2 separate regions of the Sus scrofa genome follow, and region 2 is linked to region 1. Evidence: chromatin contacts called from public Hi-C data. All regions are on one chromosome and are shown on one strand. Each heading gives the region's core, a stretch centred on a gene start, on an enhancer-like site or on the middle of the called end of the contact. The rest is flanking DNA. Distances are from core to core; before and after follow the strand shown.

Region 1 (5,152 bases), core at 977-3,476:
CTGATAAAAACTGGGGGTCAGAGAAGCTGAATGGGGGCCTGAGACCTTTGCACAATGAGGGTTAAGTCTTCTAATTCCCCCAGGCTTCAGTCTCCTCAGCTATCAAAGAGGCCCCAGGATTAGGACAACCAACACTCACGGTTTCCTTCGGGCACCATCTCCCTGCATCTCCACAGCATCCCTATGCGGTAGACACTCTTACCCCATTCTGACGCAGGAAACCGAGTTACAACACAGCTGCTTGCGTTAAGACCGAGGTCAGTCCCTACCTAACAGGCAGGGAACATCCAATGAGAAAGTCTATGAAAACACTGCGTGACCTTTACGACGTAATTCAGAACCTCCCCGCTCCATCCCAGCCTACTCTGCCTACTCTCCAGGGCAGGACTGCCTTACCCAACTTCTCATTGGCTGAGATACAGCATACACATACTCATCCTTTATGTTAAATCTAATTACTCTTCCTATGAATATCTGCACCACAAACATTTTAAGCAAGGAAGAACAAGACCAGAAAAATAAAATAAAATAAAAAGGCAAAACCAATGGCTAAATTTCATGGGTATGGGAGGAGTGGGGATTGGTTGTGTCTCCGAGGAAGAGCCTGCCTCTAATCCCAAAATCACCGACCCTGGTTTTGTCAACAGCCCAAGAACAAACACATACGGGAGTCCACAGAAACACGTCACTCCAGAGATGCAGCTCATCAAGAGGGAATATTCTCAGATGAAAACCTCAGGGTGAAGAGCTTTTCATACTGATTTGTTACGTCAATTTCTTCCAGACTAAGGAATATATTAGAATTCAACTTTCCTTTTCAATTATCTTTCCTTGGTTACCAAAGGGGGAAGGGGGGGAGAGATATATTAGGAGGTTTGTATAAATAAACATGCACTACTATACATAAAACAGCCAACAAAGACCTTCTGTATAGCATAAGAAACTCAACTTAAGATTCCGTAATAGGAGTTCCCGTTGTGGTGCAGTGGTTAACAAATCTGATTAGGAACCATGAGGTTGCGGGTTCGATCCCTGGCCTCGCTCAGTGGGTTGAGGATCTGGCACTGCCATGAGCTGTGGTGTAGGTCACAGATTTGGCTCAGATCTGGCATTGCTGTGGCTCTGGCATAGGCCAGCAGCTACAGCTCCAATTAGACCCCTACCCTGGGAACCTCCATATGCCACAGGTGCAGCCCTGAAAACACAAAAAGTAAAAAAATTAAAAAATTAAATAAAATAAAAAAGATTCTGTAATAACCTATATGGGTAAAGAATCTGAATAAGAATGGATGTAAGTACATGTATAACTGAAATTACTGTACACATGAAACTAACACAACCTTGTATATCAACTACACTCCAATAAAAAATATTTTAAATAATGAATAAAATAAATTATCTTTATTACTCTCAACTAAGATACTAAGAAAGTATTAAGCTACTCATTTATTTAAGAAATCATGTGGGAGTTCCTGTAGTGGCTCAGGGAAACAAACCTGACTAGTATCCATGAGGACGCAGGTTCATCCTCAGCCTCACTCAGTGAGTTAAGGATCCAGCATTGCCGTGAGCTGTGGTATAGCTCACAAACATGGCTCGGATCCCGAGCTGCTGTGGTGTAGGCCGGCAGCTACAGCTCCAATTTGACCCCTAGTCTGGGAACCCCCATTTGCCGAGATATTGTCCTAAAAAGACAAATAAATAAATAATTTAAAATTTTTTAATTTAAAAAATAAAAAATCATGTAATGACAACTGCTATGTGCATACCTGACATGATGCCGGCACTAGGAATGTAAAAGTAAGATGAAGCAATTCTTGGAAATTCCACTTAAAAAGTCCAACCCTGTTTTGAAATTTGTGGTCAAAATGGCATTTTGAGCCTAGGCATCTCTCTAAAATGCGGCTCACCCTTTGAATTTCAGCATGTTCTTGTTTAACTTGTATATTCAGCAAAATAACACTGCCTCAAGCAGCATAATTTCCAAGCCCCTCTTAAGATTTGGCTTTGGACTACATAATATCCCCAGCGTATACCAGGACAATTTTTGCCAATGCTAACATCATCTGATAGCAAAACCAAAGCCAACTCACAGTCTTCCAAGAGTGGTATCAGAATTGCACAGATCACTGAATTCTGAATGGAATCCAACATCTCATAGTGGTCAAAAATCTAAACATTTTCTGCCCTGCTGCCCACGACAAGCCCTGGGTCTCAGTGGCGAGTGCAAATTACTCCTCCCACCTCTCCCCTAGGAAGGGCCCCGTGGCTTCACACAGCCAGGAAGGAGAGACAGATAGAAAAGAACACAGCTCCTGGATAATTAAAAGCCAACTGTCCTCATAAACACTCCAAATTCTCACTCCATCATCATTAGGCCAAATGCCAGGTACACTTAGATGTGGCAGGGGCGGGGGGGGGGGGGGGGGGCTGCAAAAAAAAAAATGAGTTTCAACATGATTTCTGGTCCAGGAGAAGCAGCCACATCCTGATACCATTACCAACTCTTAGCTTACAGTCTCCAGTTATTTTTGCTAAACCACAACCACTAATAAGCCACCAATGGAAAACAACTGGAAAGAACTAAATAAAACCAAGGGAAGAAAGGAAGATTTGCTCCAGGGCTGACAATTTTATGTGCCAGTTTCATCCAGATACAAGATCTAAGACAACCTGAGCCCCATTAGCAGCTAGTTAAATTCACCAAAAACATCACACACAAAAATGCTCTCAGGTTTACAGCTATCCTTTGTTCTGCTAACAATCACAAAAACGACTTCGAAAGAATAAAGTATAAATACATTTTGTCCATAAATACTGGTTCACACTCCAAATTTGTGCTGTTGCAAACAATAAGGAAAATACTGCAAGGGGAAAAAAGTCCACCCAACACCTAGTCTAGTGCATACCTTTTTTCTCCTAGATCAAGGAGCTTTTAAATAAACAAAACACAAGGCGCATGTAGCTGTGAATATCCATTATCAGGATATTTCAAATAGAGTTCAAATGCTTAATATAATCATGGGTTCTCAAGAGTCAGGAGACATCATTGTTCGGTGCAGAAATGTCTCCCACACACATTAGCAAGTCTCAACAATTACCTGCTTATCTCCCAGTGAATTACCATGAGAGTCATCACTGTGGGAAGCATTCATTTTGGGAAACTGTGTGTCTGTATCTCAGGTGAGAGTCACCACTTATTTTATAGGAACTTCAAATTGATAGTTTCATCCCTGGGACTTAGGGTATGCTTTACTCCCCCAGTGTAAGTTCAGTATTAAGGGATGGAGTTGAAGCGACCCGTGATACTGGACTGCCTAAATGATTCTTGATGGATCCTTGCTGCAAGCTGACAATGTCATCCTTCTGGTACCCATTCATTTGTCAGCTTCCTTCCACTTGACAACACATTTCTAAGAAACAAAGAGATAGTTACAGGAGTTCCCGCCGTGGCTCAGTGGTTAACAAATCCGACTAGGAACCATGAGGTTGCGGGTTCAGTCCCTGGCCTCGCTCAGCGGATTAAGGATCCGGTGTTGCCATGAGCTGTGGTGTGGGTCGCAGACATGCCTTGGATCCCGTGTTGCTGTGGCTCTGGCGTAGGCCGGTGGCTACAGCTCCGATTCCACCCCTAGCCTGGGAACCTCCATATGCCGCGGGAGCAGCCCAAGAAATGGCAAAAAAAAAAAAAACCAATGAGATAGTTACAGTTTATTCTAGGTATGTACCCAAGAGAAATAAAAACACATATCCATGAGTTCCCATTGTAGCTGAGCGGAAACAAATCTGACTAGTATCCATGAGGATGCAGGTTCAATCCCTGGCCTTGCTCAGTGGGTTAAGGATCCGGCGTTGCAGTGAGCTGTGGTGTAGGTTGCAACTCAGCTTGGTTCTGGTGCTGCTGTGGCTGTGGTGAAGGCCAACGGCTACAGCTTCAATTCGACCCCTAGCCTGGGAATCTCCATATACTTCAAGCGCAGCCCTAAAAAGCCAAAAAAAAAAAAAAAAGATGATTTTTAAAAAGGCCTTCAATACCATCTTATAACCTATATACAAAAGAAGTTCAATATAAATTAAGCTACTGGAGTTCCCTTGGTGGCGTAATGGTTAACCAATCTGACTAGGAACCATGATGTTGTGGGTTCGGTCCCTGGCCTCGCTCAGTGGGTTAAGGATCCGGCGTTGCCATAAGCTGTGGTGTATGTCACAGATGTGGCTTGGATCCAGCGTTACTGTGGCTCTGGTGTAGGCCAGCGGCTACAGCTCCGATTAGACCCCTAGGCTGGGAACCTCCATATGCCACAGGTGTGGCCCTAGAAAAGACAAAAAAAATAAATGAATATGAATAAATAAATTAAGCTACTACCGTAATCTGCACTATCTCCCTAAATCCCTATCTCCCCTAAAGGTTACATATAATTTCATAGGCCTAAGTCTAAATTTGCGAAGTGAAATTTTTAGCCCACTACCTCACTTACAGAAATGTTCTAATTATACTTCCTTTTATGTATTTGCATCTTTCTATTTTTAAATGTATCATCTTTGCATTATAGCTAAACAATTCCATGACCCTAAGTTTTCTTAAGTGTACTTACGACCTTTTTAAAATAAACTTTACTCACATGGTTTCAAAACAGAAAACGCATGTAAGGTGTACAAAGAGAGCCATAGAAAACAGCTTATATACAGAGCCTCCACCTTAGCCTCTGCTGTCAATTAATTATCATCCCCACAACAGAAGGATTAAGAAATCGGTTTTCCTCCAACAACTTGTAAGAACAAAGTTTCTCCTAGGGCCTTAATAGATCAACAAAGTTCCAGATTATCTCAAAAGTAGATATTGCTGGAGTTCCCTTTATGGATCAGTGGTAACTGATATCCATGGGATATGGATTTGATCCCTGGCCTCGCTCAGTGGGTCGAGGATCCAGCGTTGCCATGAGCAGTGGTGTAGGTTGCAGACACACAGACACAGCTCGGATTCCGAGTTGCTGCGACTGTGGCCCAGGCCAGCAGCTGTAGCTCTGATTAGACCCCTAGCCTGGGAACCTCTGTATGCTGCGGGTACAGCCCTAAAAAAGACAAAAAAAAAAAAAAAGTAGATATTGCTGAGGGCTTCATAACATGTCTAATCTTAGTTTAAAATATCCTT
Region 2 (5,681 bases), core at 1,108-3,607, 170 kb before region 1:
TGGCAGCATCTCTACAGGGCTGAGACACAGACTCCATCCCCAGCCCAGCACAGGATCTGGCATTGCCACATCTGTAGCATATGTCAAAACAGCATCTTGGGTTTAATTAGGTCCCAATGGTTTATTTTTCTTTGTCTTTTCATTATTCTAGGAGGTGGATCAAACAACCACTATGGAAAACAGCAAGGAAGTTCCTCAGAAAACTGAATATAGAACTACCATGTGATCCAGCAATCCCACTCCCTGGGCATATATCCGGATAAAACTACAATTCAAAAAGATACATGCACTTCTATGTTCATTGCAGCACTATTCACAATAGCCAAGACATGGAGAAAAACTTTATTGTCCATAGACAGATGAATGGATTAAGAAGATCTGGTATATATTCACAATGGAATACTACTCAGCCATAAAAAAGAATGATATAATGTCATTTGCAGCAACATGGATGCAACTCGAGATTCTCAAACTAAGTGAAGTAAGAGAAAGACAACTAACATGATATCACTTATATTTGGAATTAAAATAGAGCACAAATGAACCTACTTACAAAACACAGAGAGACTCATGGATGTAGAGAACAGACTTGTGGTTGCCAAGGGGGAGAGGGAGGCAGTGGGATGGACTGGGAGTTTGGGGTTGGTAGATGCAAAGTATCACATTTAGAATGGACAAGCAACGAGGTCCTACTGTTTAACACAGGGCCCTCTCCAGCCTCCCGGCAGAGACCATGATAGAAGGTGGTATGAGAGAAAGAATGTATATGCATGCATACATATATATATATATATATATATATATATACACACACACACACACACATATGACTGGGTCACTTTGCTGCACAGCAGAAATTGACACAACACTGTAAATCAACTATACTCTAATAAAATAGTAAAATAAAATATCAACAATACTCTAATACATAAAAAATAAAAAACAAACTGCTGCTCCATCTTATCCCTGGCCCGGGAGCTCCACAGGCCATGGAGTGGCCAAAAAAGAAAAAAAAGAATCCCCTTCATTTCCCTTTACACCAGTTATTTCGCAGCACTTACACCACCTGCCACATTTACACATACTATATAATACAAGTGCCATAAGAGGGATGACTTATGTGTTTTGGTCCTGCTTTTTCTGCATTGTCGATATTAGTGCTGTGGATGAAAAATGTCACCTGCCATATCAGGAAACAAAGGATGCGCCAGCCCTCAAGTAGCCACCGCAGCCACACCCAACCGAGTATCCTGAAGGATGGAGAAAAGCAGGATAGTGGCCCTAGATAGCTGAGGTGCATATAAAAAGGAATGATTTCAGTGAGCCCAGGCTCATGCATCTTCCCATATATAGAAAAGCACGAAACACATGAATTTGAGGTGCCTGGTTTTTCTTTAATAGTAACCTTTTTTTATCTTTTGTCTTTTTAGAGCCGCACCCCTAGGCATATGGAGGTTCTCGAATGGGAGCTGTAGCCATGGGCCTACGCTACAGCCACCGCAACGCCAGATCTGAGCTGCATCTCCAACCTATACCACAGCTCACAGCAAGGCCAGATCTTTAACCCACTGAGTGAGGCCAGGCATCAAACCTGCATCTTCACAATTACTAGGCAGATATGTGTCTGCTGAGCCACAACGAGAACTCAATAGTTAACAGTAATCTTTTGGTCTTCCAACTGCCTGGTTTTTGTTGTTAACAACTCCTTTGTATCCTGGTTTCTCCCTTACCTCCTGGGTAATAGTTGCTCAGAGCTGCCTGTCTTCCGGGTTTAAGTCCTCAACTTTGCCTGCCAAATAAAATGTTAATTCTCAACTTTTAGGTTGCGTTTTTTGTTTGTTTGTTTGTTTTGTTTTTTCCCCCGGTAGACAGTGCCTAGGTCATACTGGGCATTCCAAACATATTTGTGAGTTGAATGAATAAAAATGTGTTGTGTGTGTGTATGTGTGTAGATATAAAGACAAAGATAGATATATGCCCAAATCCCTTCAAGAGTTCATCTGGCAGATGGGGAACTCAATTTACATGGTGAAAATGTAATTCAAAGGAGGAGCAGGGAGTATTGTCATCGTTTTCTGTGGCCCCAGGGCTTTGCCCAGTTGTGGCAGCTGCATTTTTTAACTGGTGATCATCTACCTTCAGAAAAGCTCCAGGCTAAAAAAAAAAAAAAAATCTTAGAACAATAAAAAATGTTCTAACAATCCAGTAGTTTTAAAATCACGATCTGACCTTCCTGGCAATTACTGACCTCGCCCACAAAGAGAATGGATTGTGGCTGCAGCAACCCCAGCCCAGAGAGAGGAGGTGGCTCATTAACTGAGGAAACATGGAGACTGCTGAGACAGGACCGCCTCTCCAAGCTGGCAGTGCTCCGGGACCGTCACGCACACTCCAGGGCCCTGAGTTGTGAGCTAAAGTGTTCCTAAGCCTATTCCTACAAAGGGGAAATAAAAAAAAAAAAGCGCAGTAACCCAGAGCTTCTCCGCTTGTAACAGCCTGGATTTGGATTTGTGCTCATGAAGCAAGGATCATTTGAATTTCCTGTTAATCCTTCAGCCCCTCTCCTGCAGGATTCAGCACTGGGCTGTGCCCAGACTACTAATACTGGGCTGATCGTTGATTCCAAAACTAACTAGAAAGTTATCAAACAGGAAGGGGAAAGGAGGAAGAAAAAAAAAAAAAAAAAAAAACCCCTGGGTGTTTTTTCCCCCCAATATTGTGCCAACACTGCCCCCTAGTGTGTTAGAAATACATAAAAAGAATGTTATGCTACGAATAAATCTTTAACAGAAATAGGAACATAGTTGCATTCTGCTCTTTTATTGCTGATTTTTTTTTACCTGTGTCAATCCTGTACTATCTCAAAAACTGAAATAAAGTTTTTAGAAGATAGTTTGTTTATTCTTCCAACACTCAGCATAAGCTGTTCAGCTAAAAGTTAACACGCGTTGTTTGTTTCTATTTGCCAACCACTTTTCTAAGCATTTTACATGAATTGCCTTGGGACTGTTCTTGGTCATAGAAGGCTCATAAGATATAGACTATTAGGAATCCTTGTATCATTTTTGTTTTACGTATAAGAAAACTGAGGCACAGAGAAGGAAAGTAAGTCACTCAAGGTTACACATATGACTCAGCACTGTTGTCCAACTGTCACACCATCTGCCCCTCATTCTAAGTGCTAATTGCCAAGAAGATACCAAAAATTTAGAAAACTTGGATCCAACTATCAAGAAGCTGGGCATGGGGTCGGGGAGTGGGTGGATGGACAAATACAGCTCTTAATGGAAAAATGCAGAATTCAGGGTGAGATCAATTTCTTGCTCTGATCACCAACAGCTTTTCACATGGAGATCCGAGTCCCTGAAAGTTCAAGTTTCTACCCCCAGATATATTATAACCATGTAAACAATAGAATGGGTCCTACTGCCAATGCTCCAATTCTCCAATGGATGTATATGTGTTTTAGGGCAACCTCCTTCACTTAAAGTAATTTTAAAAAGACATTTAAAGGGTTTAAGATGGGAACACCCCAAACAGGGCAAGACCTAAGTTCCAGTCTGGTCTGAGACGCATTCATCAATTCACATTACTTCTTTGGGTTTCAGATGCCAGAACTGTAAACATTTTTAATTCCAACTTTTAAAATCACCTTATTTTAGGAAAGGATTAAAAGTAGACCACATAGCTCCCAATATTAATATTTAATAATAGATCATATATAAGCACTGTAATAGGTTGGGTACATTAAAATATGCTGAAAATGGAAGGTAAAAAAGAGGTAAATATCAAAACAGTATATGAAACTATTTATTTATCGGTATTAAAAAAAAAATCTTTCCTCCCTTGGAGTTCCCAATGTGGCTCAACAGGTTAAGGACCTGAAGTTGTCTCTGTGAGGATGTAGGTTCCATCTCTGGTCTCTTTCAGTGGGTTAAGGATCCAGAATTGTGGCAAGCTGCAGTGTAGTTTGCAGATACAGCTGGGACTCAGTGTTGCTGAGGCTCTGGCATAGGCCAGCAGCTGCAACCCCTAGGCCAGGAACGTCCATATGCCACAAGTGCGGCCATTAAAAAAAAAAAAAGAAAACAAAAACAAAAAACAAAACAAAGCAAAAAAATCCCAACAACAACAAAAACTTTCCTCCCTCAAAATATTTATTTTTCTAGGTATTTTGTGAATCACAATATGATTATATGATTAACTCTTTTTTTTTTTTTCCTTTTTGGCTGCACCTGCTGCATGCAGAAGTTCCTGGGCCAGGGATTGAACCCATGCCACAACAGTGATCCAAGCCACAGCAGTAATAGCACCACATCCCTAATCCACTGTGCCACAAGAGAACTCCTGAATACTCTGATTTTACAAAATGTCTTCATGATAAAAAGACTGGAAGATTTGGTTGTGGACAAGTGTACCAGCCTCCTGGGTGTGCAAGGCTGGCCCAAAAAGGCAGGTGGAAGGAGTTTGTCCCTGGCAGGTTTACTGAGTCACCCTTAGTAACTTACTAAGTGACTACTCATTCCTAAATGCCTGCTACCATTTTGTTAAAGATGAGCTAGTTAATTCTCCATCCTACTACCTATCACTCACTGACTCTGCCTTTTGTGTATATATAAACGAACTGGTTCAAATTCTGCTAAAAATATATCAATTCGTTTCTAATGAGAATTTTTTATGTGTAAAATATTTACAAGGTTTTTTTAATTTAACAAAACCGATAACAATGGAAACTTTTTACATATTAATTTCTCATAGTATGTTTCCTGCAAAGAGGGACACATATTTTCTTATTTATTTTTAAAGTTACCTTTATCATACAAGATAATTAAGCTTGTTTTTGTATTTTAAATATCTACTAGGAAAACGACAGGCTGCCACTTATCAAGGAAAAGGTCAGCACATTTGAAATTTTTCTTTTTTTTTCTTTGCAAAGGAAAAAATGCAGAATATCTTCAACTACTGCCAAACAAAGTAATGAAAACAAAGCCATCAAACATTGTTGCCATCAAGTGTAGCAAAGCAGTATTTTGTGGTCATTCCCCATCTCATTACAAAATGTTATTTTGATCCAGTGAAGCTTTGGTTTTTAAAGAGTAGAAGAGTAGTTGCCTAGGGCCAGAGCTGAAGAAAACGGGGAGAGGTTAGTAAAAGGGTTATAAACTTTCAGCAAGATGAATAAGGCCTGAGGATCTAACGGATAATATGGAGACTCTCATTGCCAACACTGCATTGTGTAATTGAAATTTGCTAAAAGAACTTCAATGTCCTTATCAAAAAAAAAAAAAAGGGATAACTCTGTGGGTGATATGGAGGGAATCTTTTCACAATGTATACATGTAAGAAACCATCCCATTGTATACTTTAAATATCTGGCAATTTTGTCAATTACACCTCAAAGCTGAAAAAAGACCCCGTTCTTATAAAATTAACCACATGTGCTAACTTCTGACTATAATTTCTGTAAGACTAAAACTTGCCATAAATGATGTAGTAAAAATAGTATATTAATAATAAAAATAAAAGACTAAATATATTCTGAAATCTCTTTATTCTAAAATAGCCCTTCCCTCAATGCAGAAATGTGCCGTTTTACCGTAAACTGTTGTTTTAAATAAAGTAATTTCCTGTGGAGTCTCTGTCTTTTAAAATATTTTTAATGACTCATTCTTTTTTCTATT

The links. A called contact is a pair of places that touch in the nucleus more often than the background predicts.
Region 2: a contact with region 1 is called in a Hi-C map of embryonic fibroblasts, with 3 times the contacts expected there. The contact joins two enhancer-like sites. A contact is called at or near these places in 14 of 47 Hi-C or Micro-C datasets (alveolar macrophages, brain, embryonic fibroblasts and 7 more) and 1 of 2 datasets of contacts at active chromatin or transcription factors (skeletal muscle).

The regions. Positions count from the first base shown.
Region 1 is chr11:47,974,300-47,979,451 of Sscrofa11.1, reverse strand. The region is part of intron 2 of LMO7 (LIM domain only protein 7); the gene reads right to left. Among named protein-coding and RNA genes, the nearest start is that of LMO7, 66 kb to the right of the region's middle. Within about 2 kb of position 2,226, at least 4 of the 83 cell types and tissues checked have an H3K27ac peak or open chromatin away from gene starts, as enhancers often do. A contact at or near this core is called in embryonic fibroblasts, where this site is marked.
Region 2 is chr11:48,142,302-48,147,982 of Sscrofa11.1, reverse strand. No RefSeq gene overlaps it. Among named protein-coding and RNA genes, the nearest start is that of LMO7, 230 kb to the right of the region's middle. Within about 2 kb of position 2,357, at least 23 of the 83 cell types and tissues checked have an H3K27ac peak or open chromatin away from gene starts, as enhancers often do. A contact at or near this core is called in embryonic fibroblasts, where this site is marked.